Regions from separate parts of the Rattus norvegicus genome. Here region 1 is linked to region 2. The links are chromatin contacts, called in public Hi-C maps. All regions are on one chromosome and are shown on one strand. Each heading gives the region's core, a stretch centred on a gene start, on an enhancer-like site or on the middle of the called end of the contact. The rest is flanking DNA. Distances are from core to core; before and after follow the strand shown. Region 1 overlaps Lipc (lipase C, hepatic type). Region 2 holds the start of Adam10 (ADAM metallopeptidase domain 10).

Region 1 (2,877 bases), core at 346-2,845, 280 kb after region 2:
TCTCATGGGACATTAGAGTAAAGGGGGTCCCACAGGCTGTGCAGTGACTGTGAAGAGCTGTTAAAAGGGTTCAGAGACACCTGCAGGAGTCCTTTATGTGAGGAGAGAACTAGAACAAAACAAGGGTTGCCTTACCTGCAGCCAGACCCCAAGACTCCAGCTGAGCATGGACAGCACCCACAGAGTGTAACCGGGTATGCAAGGGTCCTCCATCTCTGTGTCAGGACAGAGAGAGGGCTATGGAGTCCACAGATGTCATAAAATCATCCTCTTTCCTGACTGTCAGAATCTGTCATGGGTGCTCCTATATTGACCTCAGCTCAAGACCTGCAGGTATAGCTCAGTGGTAGAGGGCTGACCAGCAAGCCTAATGCCCTGGCTTCTCTCCTTTCAACTGCGAACCTCGCCTCAATCTCCAAACATCAACTCAACCTCTGTTTCATCTTCCCTCACCCCACCTAGTAGATCATGCTTGACTTAGTGTAGCAATTAGTCAATAATGATTGCCTGGCTGTAGATTTGCCTTCTCTTTTGATGAAGTCCAGTCCAGAATTCCCAGTTTCCAGGCCTTCCTTAGACTCATCCACACAGGCCCAGTTTTCATAAGCAGCCTCAATTCAATCCATGAGGCAGTCCTAGGGCTCCCCTTTTCTTGCTGAAGTCTGCCAAAGAAACCCCCTTATGCTTGATGCCGGTGTCATCCCTAGAGGCCTTAGCTAGTGTGATGGTTAAGATTGCCAATTTGACAGGATCTAGATGAAACTCTGGGCGTGAGTGTAAGGGAGTTTTAGAGTAGGTTAATTGAGGTGGGAATACCTACCCTAAATATGTGTAGTGCCATCCCATAACCTTGGGTTCCAGACTGACTATAAAACGAGGAACTGAGCTGAGCACCAGCAATCTTCTCTCTCTCCTGCCTGACTAGTCCAATGTCACAAGCTGCTGTGTGCTCCCGCTACCACCCTGGCCCTGTCACGTGGGCAACTTTGAGCCAAAATAATCTCTCCCTTAAGTTCATTTTGTCAGTTTTTTTCCCCTACAGTAATGAGAGCAGTAACTAATACAGTTGGTAAGCCCATCATCTTCAAAATGGGATGTTTGCACCAGTCTAATATTTACAGGTTTACAGTAAAAACTCAGTGAATTAACGCAGATGGGAGTGAACGTTTCAATGTCAAGTTGATACCGATCAGTAAGTATGGTGTGAAATTTGCACATAGTTCTCTTTTCCCAGTAAGGGATTTTCATGATGGACGATTCCTAATATGTTACTGGTTAAGTTTCATGGGAATGTCATAGTGGTTAAGCTGCATGGGAATCTCATGACTTAGGGCTCAGAATAACAATGAACAAGAATACTTCAGAGATCTGCTCAAAGTTGGACTTGCTTTGAAGGAAGAGCCAAATATTTGTGTGAGGGCCCAGGGAGACTGCAAGACTGCCGAGTACAAGACTCCACCCGTGCCCTTTCCTGCTGGTGTAGTTTCTTCCCAGAAGGGAGTGACCAGGGTTTCAGCCAGGCTGGGAGATAAGGCTCTCTAGGCAGCAAGGAAGGCACCTAGTAAGCTATACCTCCTCAAATGCCAACCTGCATCTGGGCAGCACAGCCTCCAGGGTCAGGGAAAACTTCTTAAGGGTGGAGCTAGGGGTCCTTGCTTCTGCTCGTCTCACTGCCATAGTGAAGTCTCGTGAATTCTTGAGTTCATTCTCATTCTTTCAGCCCTTCGAGTCAAGACTATTCATACTCTTTTCTTCTTCCTCACAATATTCTCCTACTTCTTTTCCTTTAAGACTTGAACCAGGGGGCTGGAGAGATTACTCGGTGGCTAAGAGCTCTGGCTGCTTTTGCAGAGGACTTAGGCTCAGTTCCCACTACCCACACGTCAACTCACATCTGTCTGCCTCTCCAGTTCCAGGGGATCTGATGCCATCTTCTGGCCTTCTTGGGCACAGTGTGTACATTGTTTGCAGACATACATGCAGGTGAATAGTCAACACACACACATGCACACACACACACATGCACACACACACACACACACACATGCTTGTCTAAACTGCCTTCTTAGCTGACCATTCTTGCCTCAGAACTCTGCACAACATAAATTTGTACACTTATCACATTGAATCAAAATTGTCTCACATACTCTAAGGTCCTGGACTCTTAGATTGAAGCTTTTGGGTAAATGAAATGGTGATTTTTGTACTGTCCTTGGGGCTTAGAATGCAGCAAGTGGTAAATAACAGCTATAATTTTGTTTTATGATTTAATATAAATTAGTATTTTTCCCTTCACTATGTTGGTTCCTCTTAGTACCAGGGAGTTGGAGTGTCTGACATCAGAGTCTTACACAGCTATGTGTAGGCCAGTCCTTCTCAGGCCCTGCCCAACCCTGCTAATGTCCAGCTTGTGTGAGAAGAGCGCCCTGGAGCAGATTTCCAGGGTTAGAAAGGAGTGGCTCAGTGCTTTTGTGGCAATTTCTCTACCCATCACCATGGAGTCTCAGCCCGGAAGCTTCTCTTCAAGAAATACTTTCTTTTCAGCTTGCAGATGTTTTAATTTGGAAGAGCACATTTTTGTGACTACCTTGAATTTAATATATATTTGGAAAATTGGGACCATCAACATTCTTTCGTTCCTTTCAAGGGGAGGGCCTCGTAAGACCTAGCATCCTGTGAGGATTGATAGGTAGCTGGTGGCTACTGGCAAGTTGACCGTGATCCTGTAAATAACTTCTCAGCTATGCTGCTTGCTAGAAACCTAGTGAAACTCACTGGAGCATACACACATCTCTCTGTCTCTCTCTGTCTCTCTCTGTCTCTGTCTCTCTGTCTCTCTCTCTCTCTCCTGTGTGTGTGTGTGTGTGTGTTTGCTTG
Region 2 (2,722 bases), core at 96-2,595:
TCTACAGGCAACTTTCCTAAGAGTAGATACTTTAAAAAAGGAAAAAGAAAAAAACGACATTCAGTTAGTCTATGTTGATTTCATATACTTCAGTAGAAGCGAATGGACAGGACAATCATGATGATGTGGGAACTTCTGACTGTAGTATTGAGTTTAGTAAAGTGAAGCAAAACAATTAAAATAAATATACTCCTTAAACAAGGTCTGATGGTGCACGGACGATGGGGAATGGAAGGTGGAAGATGGGAGGCAGAAGAGTCAGAAGTTCAAGTTTATCCTTGGCCCCACAAAGACTCAAAGAACAGCCTAGGATACATTAGGTGAGAGATAGGAGATGGGGTGGGAAAAGTATACTCGTCTTTATTTCTGTTTAATTTAAAAACCACATTCGACTTAACAATGTAGGTTGTAGAAAATATATAGGGCAGGAGTAAAAGGTTTGCGATTTATTCTTATAATGAAGTTGTAGTTCTTTTTTTTTTCATTTATTTATTCGCTTTACATCCAGATCGCAGCTCCCCCTCCTTTCAGTCCCACCCTTACAAATCCCTCCCCCATTACCCCTAAAGTTGTAGTTCGTGAATACAAGAATAAAGAATCAAAGTAAGTAAATGAGAAGCCAAATATCGGTTTTGTAGAAGTTGACATAAAGGCGGTATGAGGGAGACAGAGTAACAAAAGGGCATTTTTCTGAGCTGGAGACTAAGGACCACCGGCTTTTTATCATGGCTAAGGCCTAGTAGGTGACATACATTTGTTAGTGGTTCACGAAACTACCCCTTTGGGTATCCTTTCTTCCTGTTGGATCTTTTCCCGTATGTTCCCACCAGAGCTGTGCATCGCGGCTAAAAACAGGGCTTGCTGCGACTGCTTTTGTTTACTTGGCAGATGCAGAGCTTCGAGAGAGGCAGATAGAGAAGCAAGGAAAACCTCTCGTTTTCTGGAGGCAAAGAAGCCGAAAGCCCTGTTTGAGAGCTTCGGGCTAGGGTGTGAGCCCCAGCGACAGCCCCTAACAGCTGGTAGAACCAGGTAGCACTTTCACCGAGAAAAGAGCGCTCCCGCCCGGGGCGGTGGGCGGGTCTTCCCGTAGCCCCGCCCTCCAAGGCCAATCCCTGCTCGCCGGCAGCGGACAGGAAGCAGCGGCCGGGCCTAGCGGCCGGGGCGCTCGCCTTGGCACGCATGCGCACCATCCCGGGGCGCCTGTGGGAGCAGGGCGGGGCGGGAGGCAGGGGCGCGGCCTCGCGAGTGCATTGGGTACGGATGCGTCACGTGGCGAGAAAGGAGGCGGAGGGCCGCGGCTCAGGGAAGGGGCTGAGACCAGGCGAAGAGCGAGGGCCGGGAAGCGGGGAAGGGAGGAAGGAAGAGGCCGAGGGGGAGGGAGGGCCCTGTTTTGGCGGAGTAGGGCGCGCGGCTGGGCCCCTGAAGTGGAGCGAGAGGGAGGCGCTTCGCCGGTGCCACTGCCGGGGAGGCTCGTCGGGACCCAGCGCCGGTCGCGGCTCCCTCAGGATCGATGCACCGCGGTTAACCCGTGAGGAGGCGGCGGCCGCGGAAGATGGTGTTGCCGACAGTGTTAATTCTGCTCCTCTCCTGGGCGGCGGGGCTGGGAGGTGAGACACTACCCCGGGCGGCGGAGGAGCGGCGGTCGGCCGAGCGCAGCGTCGCAGAGCCGGGCCGCGCGTGTCAGGTCTCCTCAGCTTCTGTCAGCTCTCAGCTCGCCTCAGCCGACCCCGAGCCGCGCTCCCCGCGCGCTATTGTCCCTCGCGCGCCCGGACCGCGCTCCCGCCGGCGGCGGCCGGAGCAGGCTGCGGAGCCCCGGGCCAGGCCTTCCCCGCCCCCACGGCCCGGCGGCCCTGCCTGCCTAGCTTCTCGCGCCGCTTTCCCGGGAGCCGCGGAGCCCAGGCCAGCCGCCCTCGCGCGCTCCGCAGCCACCTTAACCCTGCCCCGGTCCGAGCTCCGGGACCGCGCAGACTCGCAGCAACTTGCGAGGTTGGCAGCGCGGCGCTTGCATTGTTCTGGAAGCGAGCGAGCGGGGCGATCTGGAGCGGACCCGGGGCGGGCGCCGGTGTGCGTGTCCCACCCGAGCGCCTTCCCTCCTCATCGTGATCTTTTCGGAGTGTTGGCAGCCAGCGCTCCGGAGGGTGTGTGTGTGTGTGTGTGTGTGTGTGTGTGTGTCTGTCTGTCTGTCTGTCTGTCTGTCTGTCTGTCTTCTGTCTTCTGTCTCCCCGGGGCAAGGCTTAGTTGACTGAGGAGGATAGCAAGCCGTTTTAGGATGCTCTTCGATCTGTCTGTCTGTTTGATTTGAGTCCCCTAGAGAAGCAAGACCAACCCTTCCTGGGCTATCCAACTTGCAGAGTTTTCTTAAACTCTCAGGTGGAGCAGATGTACCGCGTAGTCAGAGGATTGTCAGAGCTGTGCTCCCTCCCCCTGCAAATTGGCGTTCACAGTTGCTTAAAGTTTCCTGACGCTTCGGGTTTGAGATACAGCGATATTTCATTCCCAGTGTTTCCTAGGAGAGGTCGCATGATTATTTTGTTCCTATGAGAAAGTGCTTTACCTTTGGTAAGCTGATTTGCCACCCAGGTATTCGGATAGAGCTTAGCTTAAAAGCATTGAATTGGAAACAAAACAAAAAGAAAACCCGGAAAACTTCCAGGGGTGTTTTGGATGGTTGTCAGTCGTCTAACTTGATACTTTAGAAAATATCCTAGTGTTTTCTGTAGTG

The links. Hi-C and Micro-C count contacts between places; a contact is called where the count stands out from the background.
Region 1: a contact with region 2 is called in a Hi-C map of frontal cortex, with 2.4 times the contacts expected there. The contact joins the enhancer-like site here to the promoter of Adam10 in region 2. A contact is called at or near these places in 4 of 12 Hi-C or Micro-C datasets (the A7r5 cell line, frontal cortex, hepatocytes and 1 more).

What each region holds. Positions count from the first base shown.
Region 1 is chr8:80,503,771-80,506,647 of GRCr8, forward strand. The region is part of intron 1 of Lipc (lipase C, hepatic type); the gene reads right to left. Among named protein-coding and RNA genes, the nearest start is that of Lipc, 11 kb to the right of the region's middle. Within about 2 kb of position 1,596, at least 5 of the 93 cell types and tissues checked have an H3K27ac peak or open chromatin away from gene starts, as enhancers often do.
Region 2 is chr8:80,225,517-80,228,238 of GRCr8, forward strand. Adam10 (ADAM metallopeptidase domain 10) reads left to right here and starts at 1,346. Exons shown (of 16, transcript NM_019254.1): 1 at 1,346-1,607. The coding sequence starts at 1,553.